2 separate regions of the Mus musculus genome follow, and region 2 is linked to region 1. Evidence: chromatin contacts called from public Hi-C data. All regions are on one chromosome and are shown on one strand. Each heading gives the region's core, a stretch centred on a gene start, on an enhancer-like site or on the middle of the called end of the contact. The rest is flanking DNA. Distances are from core to core; before and after follow the strand shown.

Region 1 (2,778 bases), core at 270-2,769:
ATATAACCATTCCCTGGGCACTCAAACTTATTATTAGATGCCAGGCTCCCTGCTTAAACACATCAACTCCACCATCTCATTTGTTTAACAAATAAACACTCATCATCTCTGCTACGCCAGGCATAAGCAGCAGCCATTACAGTTATCAAAGTGATATCTGTACTGGATACTAGTGCTGTACGGAATCCCTAACGCCTAACACACTTGTTATCCACCTCAATCCATGCTCCTGTTAGCTCGGTCTCCATCAGCAAGGCAGCGCTGCAGTGTCTGCCATCTGTGGTAGCACAACGGGGAAAGCCATTTTTAGTGATGTCCACTTACATTCCTTTTTCCAGGTAGATGAACATTATCTTAATTGCCCAGATGCTTAATTCCAGTCAGAACTGTAAATTAAATTTCCCCAAACAGTATAATCGACATGTCACAAAAAAAGTGACATGCCTTTCCCCTGAACTCTTAAGCCGGGGTGGGGGTGGCGCAAGTCTAGTCCCAGCACTCAGTAGGCAGAGGCAGGAGGATCTCTTGTTGAGTTCAAGGCCAGCCTGGTCTACAGAGCAAGTTCCAGAACAGCCAAGGCTACACAGAAAAAAAAAAAAAAAAGAAAGAAAGAAAGAGAAAAGGAAGGAAGGAGGAAGGAAGGAAGGAAGCAAGCAAGCAAGCTGTCTTGAAAATCCAAAATAATAATGATGATAAAATGCTGATCTACATCTTTTTTCACTGTTTTGAATTCCAGACTCAATAGATGGTCAATTCTAGTTTCGTTTTGTTTTTTTGTTTCTTTTTTTAAAAAAGGAAAGCAACGAAGCTCTTCAACGACCCGCTAAGTTTAACCACCACCTTCCCAAAGGCAAAATCGCGTTTCCAAATTGCTCCAAAAGCGATGAGGGACGGAAAGGAAGAACACACGCAGACGTAAAGAATGGTTAACGTCAACGACAAAAGAATAAACGGGTAACCCGACCAGGACTGGCGTGTGTCCCCATCTCTCAAGGACTCTGGCGCAGTTCTACATCTAAGGCGACCTAGCCTGGAAACGGTCGGAAACAAACTTTGGCGCTGGGCTGCAGACCTGTTTGCTGCCTCTGAAGACACTGCACCGGGAGCCCGGTCACCGGCGGTGGAGACCTGAGGAGCAAGCTTGGAAGGAAACGAGAAGCTGCCGGCCGCGGCTGTGCCCCGAGGCCTCACCTCACCAGTGCTAAGGAAGTGGCAGGCTCGGCCGGTCCAGGTCCCCGTCCCCGTCCCCGTCCCCGCCACCCTGGTCCCGGCTAGGCTTCGGGCGGCCTTCTAGAACCGGGCTTCCGGCAGCTCCGCGATCGGGCAGAGAAGCGAGGATTCCCGGGCAGGCCGGACCCAGCCGCGGCGCCGCCCTGAAGCAACACCGGACCTATAGTCCCGCCACCACCCCACGGCTCCCTACCCAGAGCGGCCAACTCGCGGTCCACAGCGTAGTACGAACTTCCCGCCGCTTCCCTAGACTCGCGACCTACCCACGGCGCCGTCCCCTCCACACCCCGTAGTACAGAGCCTTCCCGTTGGCTGCGAACGGCGGGGGAGGCGGGGAAAGAGGAAGACCGCGCTTCCCTGTCACCTCTCCGGACATGCCGGGAATTGTGGTCCTTACGCTTGCTCCATGCTGGGAATTGTAGTCTTTGAACCTCCAAGAGGCGAGATGGGGGCGTGTTCCTCTGAGCACAAGGGCTTCTGGGAAGTGTGGTTTGCAGCCCGCTTGCTGTTTTACATGTTACTGTGGCTCTCAAAGCCTTAAGAACCGAAATAAATATAACCAGTACTCACTGTTGCTTGATTTATTAAACGGTTAGACAAAGAGACTCATTTCAAATATCCGAAGCGCGTCTCGGTGTTTACTTAACCCACCGCAGTATTTGAGCTACTTTTGTCAAACATCAGTTTTCTTTGTTTCACCATCTCCTTCCTAGAGGTTGGAAGAATGAGCTTCAAGCTGCACTTTGGATCTGCAGCTTCTGAAGCCCTAGAAAAGGCCTTGGGTTCGGTGCTGTTCTTGTTATTGCTATTGTTTTACCAATTTGATTTTTTTTTTTTAATTTTTGGTTTACTAACAACAGCTGAGTTAAAAATGTGAGCCAACACTCCTAGCCTGTGTTGTTTCTTTTCTTTCTTTTTTTTTTTTTTTTTTGGAGGGGGGGCAGTTTCGAGACAGGGTTTCTCTGTGTAGCCCTGGCTGTTCTGGAACTCACTTTGTAGACCAGACTAGCCTTGAACTCAGAAATGCGCCTGCCTCTGCCTCCAAAGTTCAGGGATTAAAGGCGTGCGCCACCACACTCGGCTTGCCTGTGTTGTTTCTTAAGGTGGATCTTAAAACACTGTATGAGCTTTAGTCCCTACGAAATCTGAGTTGTTGCCCAGTGTGCAGTTCAGCATTGATCTTCATATCTTGAATTCACCGTCCCAGGTACCCACACCTGCTCCAATTTCTTTCCTATTTTGCCGTCTGCCCCATAGAGCAGATCCACAAAACAGCTGTACTGCATGCCCACTGCTCCCAGACTTCTGCTGAGTTTGATCCATGATGGAGCCTGAGAATGGAAGAAAAAAAGGAAAGTCACCTAACGACGATCACACACACATACACGAACAGCTAAGTCCCTTAGCTAAGGGTCACTTCAGCTGGGCTTTCCACAAGTCTGCAATGAGAACATGCCATGATGATTGTGTTGTTAGGACTAGAGCTAGTAACACACTGGCTGCCCCCGAGTCACAGGTTACTGTTTCATCCTGTGTGGCTCAGACCCC
Region 2 (2,700 bases), core at 194-2,693, 4.6 Mb before region 1:
TCTGTGAACTCTAACCTTGAATAGCCATTCTGTAATTTACATTGCATTGTGAGGTGTAATGTGTGACCCAAGAGTTATTATTTATTAAGAGAGTGAGAACAAAACTACTCAACAAATTACATCAATACAAGGGATGCAGACTGCCAATTTATTATTCAGGAAATTCTAACATCATGGAGAGAGAGAATTGTGTCCATGCTTCTGACAGCACCCCCACACCAGGGCTACCTTCCAGGGTTACCAGTATCTTGGGCAGGAAGCAGTGGGAAACAGACATCGCTAGGGCTTCCTTGGAACAGGCATGGCTATGACCCTGGAGGGAATCAGCACAAATTTCCAGATTTTTGAGCCCTAGAACAGTAAGACTCAGGGACAGAGTCGGAGACAGGCAGTTTACTACAAAGAAAGGAGAGAGGGAGACAGAAGTCAAGCCAGGAAGTGCACGCCTTTATTCTTAGGGCAGAGGCAGGGACATCTCTTGAGTTTAGGGTCTACACAGTGAGTTCCAGGTCAGCCAAGAAGAGACTCTGTTTTATAGACAGACAGACAGACAGACAATAAGGCTAGCCAAGGCGAGACCCTGTCTTATGAGTAAATTAGAGAAAGAAGGAAAGAAAGAGGCACCCAGTGAGTGGTAGTGGGAAAGACGGGGTGCTCAAAGTCCTCATCTATGTGAGTTCTGGTCCTCCATAGTTATTTACATAGCAAGCACCTCTACCTCTTTACGTTACCACGTGTCCGGTACACGCCACTTAGGTGGGACGAGTTTCCTGACCCTGCTTACTGGTTTCTTTCGTTAATCTCTCGGCATCCCCAGCCTCCCACCTACTTCAGTTCTCAGAGCTGCTACAGGGGACAGGTTGGCCCTGTCCTATCCACGCTACGGTCGCGTCTCGGGGTTCCATGACGGGGGTCACATGGGACCCTGGTCACCAACCCCGCCTATCAAGTGGAAAGTGACGGGGCTGTAACCCAGGACCTGCCGTTCAGTTCCACGGACGCCTGTTTGCCGCTGTCCAGAAGCCACTTCTGCAGAGTGGCAGGTCGATCACGTGTCGCCAGGGGAGCGGTCACGTGTGGCCTCGAACGATCATGTGAGTCCTCAAGCCAATCACCGCGGCCTGGAAGAAGGGGCATTGCGATTGGCTCATTTTCCTCCCGTGAATATCGCGAGATTCAGAGTCAGACACTTCCCGATTGGTCGATGCGCTGCGTCATTTCCCTGCGCCAGCGTTTAGGTGAAGGTAGTCGGTCTCCCTGTCCTGTGTGCCGTGGGCCAAGCGTCTAAGCTTGGGTCCGGGCCGTCCGCGGCCCTCACTCCCCTCCCGCCAAGGGACGCGGCCCCCTCTGCGGCTTCCTCTAGACGTCGCTGCCTTGTCCTAAGTCAGCCTGCGTTCGAGCTGCCGAACCGAGGTTTCGTGCGGCTTCCTGGCGCGGTGACTCATCCAGTCACGTGCGCCGTGGAGGCTGCGCCTTGCGGAGATCTCCGCCCTGCCGAGATGGCAGAGACCTTCCCGGGGCCGCCCTTGTCCTGCTGCCGTGTTCTGGTGCAGCTGTGCTGAGCTGATATCCTGTTGACTTTGAACTCTTCTCCGTTTTCTGCATGCGCTTTGTCTCATTCCTACGGGGTACCTGCTGCCATCCGCTTGCTCTTTGGTTTGGATGCCGGGTAGCCGTGCTGAGTCCCAACTCTGATGCTCCTGCCTCCACCTTTCCAGTGCTGGCATGGAAGGCGTATGTCAGCACGTCCACCTTACACACACGTACCCACATTTGATTGCCTCTCCACTTGGATCTTGCTGTTCTCGCTGATCCCACATTTATCTGTACATTGCGTCCATCAGACGCAGTTTTGAGTGTCCCACACGGTGCCAGACTGAAGGTACAGCGATAAGTAGGGTAATAGGGACATTGCTTGTAGAGGGCTCACGGGCTATCCTGGGGTGACTGGTTGGAGGGATGTTTTTGCAAGCTCCCTCTTGGCTGCAGTGTGGAATGTTTGAGAAGAAGGTGTTGGGCCGGCAGGAAAAGTTAGTCCTGGGGTGAGGATGAATTCGAATTTGGAATGAGTGCCAGAACCTTTCTAGTTTCAATTTGGCCATATTTTATGGAGACCGCTCAGCAGTTAGGTCCATGTACAGTTCTTCCGGACAATCCGAGTTTAGAGTCCCACGTTAGGGACAGACTATTTATAACCCTAGCCCCAGGGGACCGAACACCCTCTTGCTTCCGTGGGCACTTGCACTCATATGTACAAATCCACATACAGAAACAAACACATTTAAAAAAATAAAATCTTAAGGAGTGAGAGCGTGTGCTGGGGTTTTCTCACTTCTCTGCTCACATTTGCATCTAGCAACACTTCAGGCAGGTGAGGATAATTCCTGGTTTCTGTTTTTCAGCATGGAAAACAGTGCGGCCGGGAGTAGCTGGCCTTACTGCTCAGACTAGGTGAATTTTGCTGATGGCTAAATTTTTGAAGCAGAATTGCAGAGTCAAAATACATGACACCCTGCAGGGTGGAACGTGTTTCTAATGCCAGCATTCAGGGGGCTGGGTAGTAGGATTTTTGGTAAGACTGTCTCAAAATGTTTTCAACACTTACCTTTTAAAACTTTCAGTTGCATTTTTAAGGGTCCTACAAATCTGCAAGCCACCAACAGTAAACTGAAGTGACCCACCCTTCCTCACCTGCTACTG

What was found. Hi-C and Micro-C count contacts between places; a contact is called where the count stands out from the background.
Region 2: a contact with region 1 is called in a Hi-C map of rod photoreceptor, with 9 times the contacts expected there. The contact joins the promoter of B930059L03Rik here to the promoter of Vrk1 in region 1.

What each region holds. Positions count from the first base shown.
Region 1 is chr12:106,009,004-106,011,781 of GRCm38.p6, reverse strand. It overlaps Vrk1 (vaccinia related kinase 1), which reads right to left and starts at 1,519. Exons shown (of 14, transcript NM_001029843.2): 1 at 1,424-1,519.
Region 2 is chr12:110,590,117-110,592,816 of GRCm38.p6, reverse strand. B930059L03Rik (RIKEN cDNA B930059L03 gene) reads right to left here and starts at 1,443. Exons shown (of 1, transcript NR_033340.1): 1 at 138-1,443.